Regions from separate parts of the Bombyx mori genome. Here region 1 is linked to region 2. Evidence: chromatin contacts called from public Hi-C data. All regions are on one chromosome and are shown on one strand. The core of a region is the stretch at or near the end of the contact, and the rest is flanking DNA. Distances in the headings are between cores, read along the strand shown. Region 1 holds the start of LOC101745122 (U4/U6 small nuclear ribonucleoprotein Prp31). Region 2 holds the start of LOC693080 (E2F transcription factor 4-like protein).

What was found. Hi-C and Micro-C count contacts between places; a contact is called where the count stands out from the background.
Region 1: a contact with region 2 is called in a Hi-C map of posterior silk gland, with 2.3 times the contacts expected there. The contact joins the promoter of LOC101745122 here to the promoter of LOC693080 in region 2. A contact is called at or near these places in 2 of 7 Hi-C or Micro-C datasets (posterior silk gland and whole pupa).

Annotation. Positions count from the first base shown.
Region 1 is chr10:12,785,657-12,790,441 of ASM3026992v2, reverse strand. It overlaps LOC101745122 (U4/U6 small nuclear ribonucleoprotein Prp31), which reads left to right and starts at 3,164. Exons shown (of 10, transcript XM_004923189.4): 1 at 3,164-3,286; 2 at 3,507-3,713; 3 at 3,787-3,922; 4 at 4,098-4,302; 5 at 4,637-4,779. The coding sequence starts at 3,519. It overlaps LOC101745365 (probable nuclear transport factor 2), which reads right to left and starts at 1,957. Exons shown (of 5, transcript XM_004923190.5): 1 at 1,815-1,957; 2 at 1,592-1,725; 3 at 1,085-1,156; 4 at 413-511. The coding sequence starts at 1,699.
Region 2 is chr10:12,641,938-12,646,800 of ASM3026992v2, reverse strand. It overlaps LOC693080 (E2F transcription factor 4-like protein), which reads left to right and starts at 1,780. Exons shown (of 7, transcript NM_001046833.1): 1 at 1,780-1,940; 2 at 2,030-2,139; 3 at 2,703-2,804; 4 at 3,558-3,729; 5 at 4,160-4,267. The coding sequence starts at 1,833.

The DNA of each region.
Region 1 (4,785 bases), core at 1,915-4,414, 140 kb before region 2:
AAAATACCTTAATTTTACAGAGAAAATGATTGGCTCTTAATTAACACTTAGGATTCTCGTGACTACGAAAACCCAAGTCAAACAAACTGCCAGAGCTTAAGATAGTTGTTTGTGTGTGAAAAGACATCACTGTCAAGAAATATTTTAGAGAAAGCTAGCAGTTAGAAAAATATTCAAAGGTAGACAAAAAACACCTTATATATACATTACCACAAAAATATACTGTATTTCAAATGACGTAAATAAAAATTTTTTTAAATAAAGATGATATTAAATGATAAAATTAATTTATAGTATTTACTATAAACAACTTTTACTTTATATTATGTGATTCACCTGTTTAGGTAAATAAAGCAATTATATTTTTAATTAAACACATAAAGTTAAATGGTGATTTATATTTACTATTTACCTTCAATCTTCCAAGGACATTAATTAAAACGCCTCCATCAAACATTGGCTGGGAATCCACAGCAGTTACTATTCTAGTGATTTTTTGAAAAGTCAAACTCTGTAATATTAATTTTCATTTTTATTAAAAATAAGGTTATTTCTAAAGTGATAGACCTAACGACAATTTTTCCACAATTCTACCTTTGCTGCTCTACCACAATAGATGCCTTCTGGTCAAAAACAGCAACATGGATTATATAGCTTCTTAGTAGCAGTAATTTTATCAGATACAGTTAGATACAGTACAGACTTTGATCTCATGTCTCAACAATAAAGGTGGTAACATTAAATCTGTAATGCCTATAGACTCCACTATTACGACCAGGATGGCCTTAACACAGAGATATAACATAATAACAATAACTACACTATTATTGTTACAAGCACAAATTATGTATATATGTAGGAAAAAAATGTTACAAAGTAGGTATAAAAAAAGTTATACAAAGAACTACTGAGGAAACCAGAATGAAAATTTTAGTGTATACAAAAAAAAATTCAGTTAAATAACAACTAAACAAAACCTGTAAATATAAGCACTGTTCCTAAATACATAACTGTACTTTTGATTGTGTTAGAGAAGATTTTTAGTGTAATATCTTCAAAATTGGTAAAATTCTTATTTACTCACATTTAATTTTTCCATAATTTTAACAGCACCCTGCAGTTGTACTCCCTCAAAGGTCATGAATGAAGTTTCAACCTGCAAGACAAGTCATTATTAATAACTTAACAAGCAATAGTCCTGAAACAACTATGTTTAAATGTTTATACAACATTGTTAAAAAAGGGGTATAAAGTAAAATTTATCGCAATGTCCAGTTGACACCAATTTTTCACCCTAGTGGGCATCAACAAATACATCACTTAAAAGATCTAGAATAAAATTGTACTAACACATGGTAACACAATTCTAAAAAGGACATATTTAAATTACACTTAAAATAGAGGCTTTGTATCGTTTCTTCAGTCTAAATTCTACGTAATTGCTTTATATGAGAAGCCGAGTTTCGCAGTCGGTAAAACCAGACGTTAACCTCTAAACAAAATTTAAATTGTAAAATACTATTTTCAAAATGTGAGAGAAGGGAAGATAACCATAATATAATAAAAATAACGGTACAGTAATAATACTCACATTGTACATATTAACAAGATTTGCCCGTTGAGCCGGATCATCGAACAATGTGTAATATTGTTGCACAAAACCTTTACCGATTGCATCGTACTGCGGATTGAGCGCCATTTAGATTAAGATGTGTCTATTTGTCACTGTAAAAGATTGATATCTTTGAATATACTAAAAAATTGAATAGGAAGGTGTTCACTTAACTTTATTTAAATATTAGGCGTCTACACACCACCAACAAAAAGCCCAATTCCAGCCGAAAAATTCAAGATGTGACGAACTGACGAAAAGGGGCTTGAAAATTTATTCTGCTTGTTGACAGTTATGACATATTTTTTTTTAATGATTCTGAATGTAGTGTCTAAGAGGTATAAGATCATACAACACTACTATTTTCTACTAAAGCTGAGCTGTTTCCACTATTATGGATTAAAAGTATTAAAATCTAATGCTCTGACGTACTTTTTAGGAAAATCCTGTAATATATTTTTCAATTGTTATTAGAAAATAAGTCAAACTTGATCCACGTAATTCTTCAGATTAAAAGTACATTTCTTCTTCTTCGTCGCTTCCTCATTACTGTGGATCATGAGTCGTGACCACCTTGGTCTAATTGCACTAGTTTCCTACAATGCTGCCTGCATTTGGCCTGCTGAATGGCACCCGGAACGCTGGTGTTTGTGGCTTCCTTGGCAATGTCCGTCCATCTGGTTGGCAATCTTCCTCGAGCTCTCTTTCCTTCCACGTGACCTACAATTATTATTTTTTCCAATTTGTCAAGATTTCGTCAGGTCACGTGTCCGAAGTACTTGAGGAGATGCTGCATACAGATCGTAGATAGACAGGTCTTGACGTTTAGCTCCGAGAGAATTGATACATTTGTTCGGCGCTCCGTCCATGATACGACCAACATTTTGCGCCAACATCACATTTCAAATGCGTCAATTTTCAATCGGATACGGGCCTTGAGGGTCCACGTCTCAGAAGCGTACGAGAGTATGGAGAAGATAAGGGTTCTCATGAGCTTTATCTTAGTTTTTTGTTTATGTTGCGATTTCTCCAAATCTTCATAAATTTGATTCAATTCTTAAAAAAAAAACCAAGACTATTTCATTACAGCTTTCAGTATTTTTTAAATTGTAAAAAACAATCAAAAGTCACCGTCCTGTGAGACCTTTTGGCGGGAACGCGAAGAGCGAAGTTGTGTGAATTGTTTTAATTTGTCTATTTAGTATTTCTTTAGGTTTAAATGTGTAATAACGGTGGTTAATTATGAACTATTTAGTATTTATGAATATGCACAAATGTGGGAAAATGAAATAAAACTGCTGGGCGCAGCTTCTCGGGATCTACTGAAAAGTTCACTGAAAAGTCTTAATAAATATCTAACCACTATTTTACTGAGATTATATTTTATCCCATATCATCTCATCTTATTTCATTTAATTTCATCTCTATTAATGAATATCTCCAGTTAATCAACTTAAATTCATTTAGCTTCATATCATTTCCATGAAAGAGAATCTATAATTTATGAATAAACATATCGTATGATACCTTCGTCTTTATACTTGGAAAAATGGAATTACTACATACTAGGTAGGTACGGTACTACTTACTACTGTCAAGTACCGTACTGTCACTGTCATTTCTGTTTACTTTTCAAATTAACTATTGCAAATATTAGTCGCCGTAGGTACATAGGTAGGTAAATCATTTAGTTTTGGGTACAAACTATTGAAGTTTAATGACATCGCTGACTAAAAAATCAAATTAATATCTATAATGTATACTAAATGAAATATACTGTATAGCTGTGAAAGTCGATTTGAGTAAAAAACTGTAATAATTGTAGAATATTACAGAATACAATAGAAACAGAACAAGCTCACACATAAACTTAACACTCAGAAAATCAATTTAGTTCTACAGAAGCATGTCTCTAGCTGACGAATTACTTGCTGATTTAGAAGAAAATGACGATGGTGAACTCGAAGCTGCTATCGAGAGCAAAACCAAAGAAGAATACGACTTTGCAGTTCCATATCCCGTCTTACCTAAAGAAGAAGAAATCAAGAATGTCTCGATAAGAGAACTCGCGAAACTAAGATATTCTGATCGTCTGAAACGTGTATGTATTTAATAAAGTTTCTTGAAGAACAGTTTAAATATAAATTACAATTTTTCATGTAAACAACTTTTAGGTTATGAGTGAAATAGAATGTAATGCTGGAAATAACAGAAATAAGGTTGAAGTTGCTGGCTTAATGGAGTCTGACCCTGAGTATCAACTGATTGTGGAAGCAAATAATGTTGCTGTTGAAATTGATGGTGAAATAGGTATGCATTCCAATCTCCATTTTTCATGTGTTGATTTGTTTATTAAAACAGTTTCAGAGAATTGAACTTTTATGATTGAACGTAGTGTTAATAGTTCTCTTTTCATGAAATTATTATCTTGGTTGTCTAATTATTACTGCTTACAATATTAAAGTCAAGAAATGCAAATTTTCAGCTATTATTCACAGATTTGTCCGTGACAAATATCAGAAACGGTTTCCTGAATTGGAATCTCTAATCATCACTCCATTGGAATACATAAGGACAGTGAAAGAACTTGGCAATGATTTGGACAGGGCTAAGAATAATGAAATATTACAGAGTTTTCTTACTCAGGCCACTATTATGATTGTTTCTGTTACTGCATCTACAACTCAAGGGTTAGCTTCTTATTTGTTTTCTATTTGTGGTCTATTTTGTTTGCTAATATAAATCAATGCACTCACTCTGAGAAACATCGTGCCACATGTCATTGCAACGCGAGAGCATTGGTATCGCAGAATTCGACTGATACATGACCACAACCACTCTGTTAAGACTGTACGACTAGGAAGAAGAAAGAATAAATGTAAATAAAAATGTAGAAATGCAACATTTCAAATTCATTTAAATTATTATAGTGGACTAGAGTACAAAACAGGGACTTTGAAGATTTATTTTGATGAACATTTTGTGTAAAATAGTTACTTATTAAACAACTCAATCATTTGACAGGAAATTACTAAGCCAAATTGAACTAGAAGAAATCAATGAGGCCTGTGATATGGCAAGTGAGCTGAACAATTTCAAATCGCAAATATATGAGTATGTTGAAAGTAGAATGACTTTTATTGCACCAAACATAACTGCCATTGTTGGTAAGT
Region 2 (4,863 bases), core at 531-3,030:
TTATTTGTTCGTCATTTGTTCGTTAATGTTCGAATGTGAAAATTGTTTGTCCGTCTTTTATTTATTTATAATTAATTAAACAAATGATCACCGTTAAGTGGGCCCCTTTACTAGATATCTTTATTTTTATCGCTCAGATTAATTCATTTTGATCAATTGAGTCGTCTATTATCAAAGGTGGCAATCTGTGCATTTGGACAAAAAAATATTATTGATATGTCGATACAGATTGATTTGAATATAATCGTCTCCTTCAAAGAATACGGTTCAAAACCTGCATTAAATAAAGGTTAATACTTAACCTGTCATTTATCTAACGGCCTGGCCACGGGGATCGGCGGTGCGAACAGCGAAGCGGTGGGCGAGGCGACCATTCGCGCAGCACCGTTTGCAGGCCACGGGTACTCACGTTCGCCGCCGCGACTAGTAAGGAAGTCCGACAGCGAAATGTCTATATCGAAATTATCTCGATATTGCTTACAAATTAATAGTTTTTTGGTTCAGGACCTATTATTTGGAAAAGATTGTGAAGTACATGATTTGAATAAGAATCGGAGTATACCTATAGATGGAGAATTCCACAAGAAGTACGAGAAATACTTTGGGTGGCTAGACTTCCAAATAGCTGGTCTAGCTAGTATTTCAGCTATTTTATTTTTTTATTGCTTAGATGGGTGGACGAGCTCACAGCCCACCTTGTGTTAAGTGGTTACTGGAGCCCATAGACATCCACAACGTAAATGCGCCACCCACCTTGAGATATAAGTTCTAAGGTCTCAAGTATAGTTATAATGGCTGCCTCACCCTTCAAACCGAAACGCATTACTACTTCACGGCAGAAATAGGCAGGGTGGTAGTACCCACCCGTGTAGACTCACAAGAGGTCCTACCACCAGTAATTACGCAAATTATTATTTTGAAGATTTCATTTTTATCACACGATGTTATTCCTTCACCGTGGAAATCAATCGTGAACGTTGAGTGTTGTTGAGTACGTATTTCATTACAAAAATTGGTACCCGCCTGATATTCGAACACCGGTGCATCGCTCAACACGATTGCACCGGACGTCCGTTAGGCCACGACGACTTTAAAAATATAAAATAAAAAATAAATAAAAAATATAAAAATTTCGGCGTTAATTTTTCGCGGCGAAAACAACTAAACTCATTTAATCACTGCACTATTCGCCGCGACTACCGCTCGACTCCGTGGCTTGCGCCGTCCGTATTCATGCATTTGTTTTGCTCGCCCGCCGCATCGCGCGATTCGCTCGGTACATTTCGCCGGTCGCTTCGCCGGTCGCCGGTGCGCGTGGCTTGTTAGGTACATTTCTATGCGCTTGTTTTAGTCGCTAGACGCTTCGCCGTTCGCACCGCGCGAATATTCGCATCGGCGAATGTCCCGTGGCCAGGCTGTAAGATGTCGTTCAGAAGAGTTTTGTGACTGCCAATGGAATACAAAATCAATAATTCGTTTTTCTGATTTACCAATAATTGTCCAAAAGTCACATTGCCGGCTTTGATAATAGTCGACTCAATTATTGTTTGTTCGACGACTATTGGTGATTGATCGATTATCGACATTAACGAACAAACGACGAACAAATAATTAAAAATAAAAAAAATCAGAAAATCAAAAAAAGGGGGGCCAAATTCACTGAGCCGAAATAATGTTGAAGATGAATGTTTGAAATATTGTTAATCACAATATATAGTAAGTAATCTATGCTACCAAATTTGCAATGCTACCAACCTAACATCCCGCCGCGCGACGCAAAATTTTTACTGATAATTTGACAAAAAATCTATGTTTTCTGTTTAATTTTGGCAATGACTGATTTAAAATACAAAAGATATGAAAAATCTTTGGGTTTGCTCACAACTAAATTTGTTTCATTATTACAGAAAGCAAAAGACGGTGTTTTGGATTTAAAAATTGTGAGTAAAGCTTGAGTCGTCTTGATCTGTCAAAGTGTTGGGCACCAAAAAATAGTAATTTAAACTTTTCTAATAACCACGTTTTTTAGGCTACCAATTTATTGGCTGTTAGACAAAAACGAAGAATATATGATATTACTAATGTTTTAGAGGGAATTGGTTTGATTGAAAAACGAAGTAAAAATAGCATTCAATGGAGGTTTGTAATATTTTATTGTGTTGTTAATATTAACTTAAATAGTTGATGGGTCTGGGTTTGTCTTTTTAATATGTTATTTTAATTATTTAACATTCTATAAGAGACTCCTTATATCTATCAATAAAAGAAGAAGCTTTGGTATTCAGTATTAACTTTTAATAGGATGATAATCTTAAAAATGAAGACCTCTCAGAATGTATTTAATTTAATAATTTGTATTAAAAACATCACTAAAATATAAAAAAAATTAGGATTTTGGTGGCCAAATAGAAAAAAGGATGTTGCTCTATTTGTAGAGTTCTTTTATTCAGAGATAATCTGTTTATTTATTGCATTGACTGGTCAATGAGCTTCAGACTCAACTGGTATTTAGTGGCTACTGGTTCAGTAACCTAGAACATCTAATGTAAATTGTAAAATTGTATAGCAAAATGACTATTACACTCATGAAACCGTTACAGCAAACAATTATGTTGTACGAATGTAATTGTGATAATTTTGTGCTTTTAAATTGACTTAACATAATTTCATTTTAGTAAAATATTTATTTATTTTTATTTCAGAGGAGCAGGTCCCGATTATGATAAAAATGAAATTGGTAAAAAGGTAATGGGATTAAGAAAACAATTAAGCTATTTGGATGAACATGAAAGATTATTAGATAGGTTTGTTTATTTTAATCCTAATTAATTTTCAATTTAGAATGAAGTTTTGCAATGTAATCTTACTTATTTTAAAGATAAATATAATGCTAGTTTTCTTTATTATATTGTTGTATTTTATGGTTGAAAAAACATATTGTTAAGAGCTGAGGCTTAAGATAATAATTCTGCTTTCACTTGAGACATGTTTCTTAACAGTTCTCAGACAATCATAGAAATCAAAATCCCAAAAGTAGTCATAGAATATTGTTCCATACTCTCTAATACCTGTGTGGTGCATTGTGCACCAGTATTCATTGTCGCATATCTGCTACTGTATTAGGTTGTGCTCTTATTTATAACTGCGATCACTATTGTTCTAATGTTTGCTACTCTTTAACTCTTCAGTGCACTTTGCCCTAAGTTGCACTCTTACCTGGTTATATATGCCACAGCATATGCAGCAACACAGTCAAAACATCATAGATAGTGCTATACAATCTTTTTATAAAATATGGAACAATCTGTCTATTGTTTATTTCCTACTAGATAGTGTTCAGCATTAGTTTTTGTCTGTTTGTACTATTTATTAGTGCCTTTATTGGCCAAAAGATACCTCACTCTGTATGGTCATAACACATAAATACCACAATTTTTTCTATGATAGAAAGGACCCTAGAATAATTCATATTATTTAAATATTTGTATAAAGAGATGTTGAGACAAAATTATTGGCCTTCAGTGTTCCATTATGACCATGCATTTAATATGTTCCAGGCGATTACAGTGGATTAAACAAAGTACGAAAAATGTTTTAGACGAACCAGACAACCAAGATATGTGTTTTGTCATGGATACTGAAATCCAGCAATGTTTTCAGAATGATCTAGTTTTAGTTTTAGAAGCACCATTGGGTGCAAATTTATCTATTGGAACACAACCAAATAAGGTCAGTATTACAATATTATTGATAATGTATTGAATAGTACTCATACAAAATTCAATGAATGGTAGTTCAAGCTCTAGAACATTTTTAACTCTGCTTCATTTTTAACTCTGCTTATATATGATTATAAACTAATGTAAACTAAACATAAATTTTAATTAATTTCTTCATATTAAAATTAATTATGTTCTATTTCTATTTTCAATTGGTACACTGTGATTAATATCATTAGATGATTCTTGTTTGTCTGATGGTTGTCTGGAAGAGATTGCTCTTAGCAATAAGACTATTGTAATTTTGCATTTGTTCTGTTTTCATATTGGTGTACAATTATCATACATTAAGTAAAACTAAGCTTGATTGTCAGGTGATCATACACTTATTCACTTGCTTTCAATAATTTTACTCATTATAATAATTACAATTGTTTCAGGACAGAGAATCAAATTTTTTACTTCACATTAAATCATCAGAATCAATGGGGGTTGTGTTGCTAAACGATAAGGAGGAGGAGGAAGAGGAGGAGTATGAAGACGAAGAGGTATGTTAAGCTTTTTAAAGCGTTCTTTATTGTATCTTATAGCAGTGGGTAGTGACTCCTGATACAAGTGGTAACATAGTTACCAGAGCTCATAGATGGCATACGAATAACATAGATATAGGCCTTGGAATAATAAAAATAGATAAAAGTAATAAAAATAATATCTATACTAATATTATAAAGAGGAAATATTTGTTTGTTTGTCTGTATTGAATAGGCTCCGAAACCACTGAACCGATTTGAAAAATTCTTTCACTGTTTGGAAGCTACAATATTCCCGAGTGACATAAGCTATAATCTGTTTTAAAAAAAATTTAGGGATCCTTACTAACTCCAATAATGTAACCCAAGGTGTAAAAAAATGACTTAAAATATTCTTTACATCACGCACCCTGCGAAAACTAGTGATGATAGAATAAAATAATGTACTACGATTTTGTAGAACACATTATTATTTACAAAAAGTGTCGCGACAGCATATGTCTAACTACTTTAGTTATGCCGCAATAAGTTTTCTTTTATTTACAAAAAATAAAACAACGTCAAATATAGTTGAAATTTTTGTTAAAGACCCGAGAAAAGATTCAACCTTATTG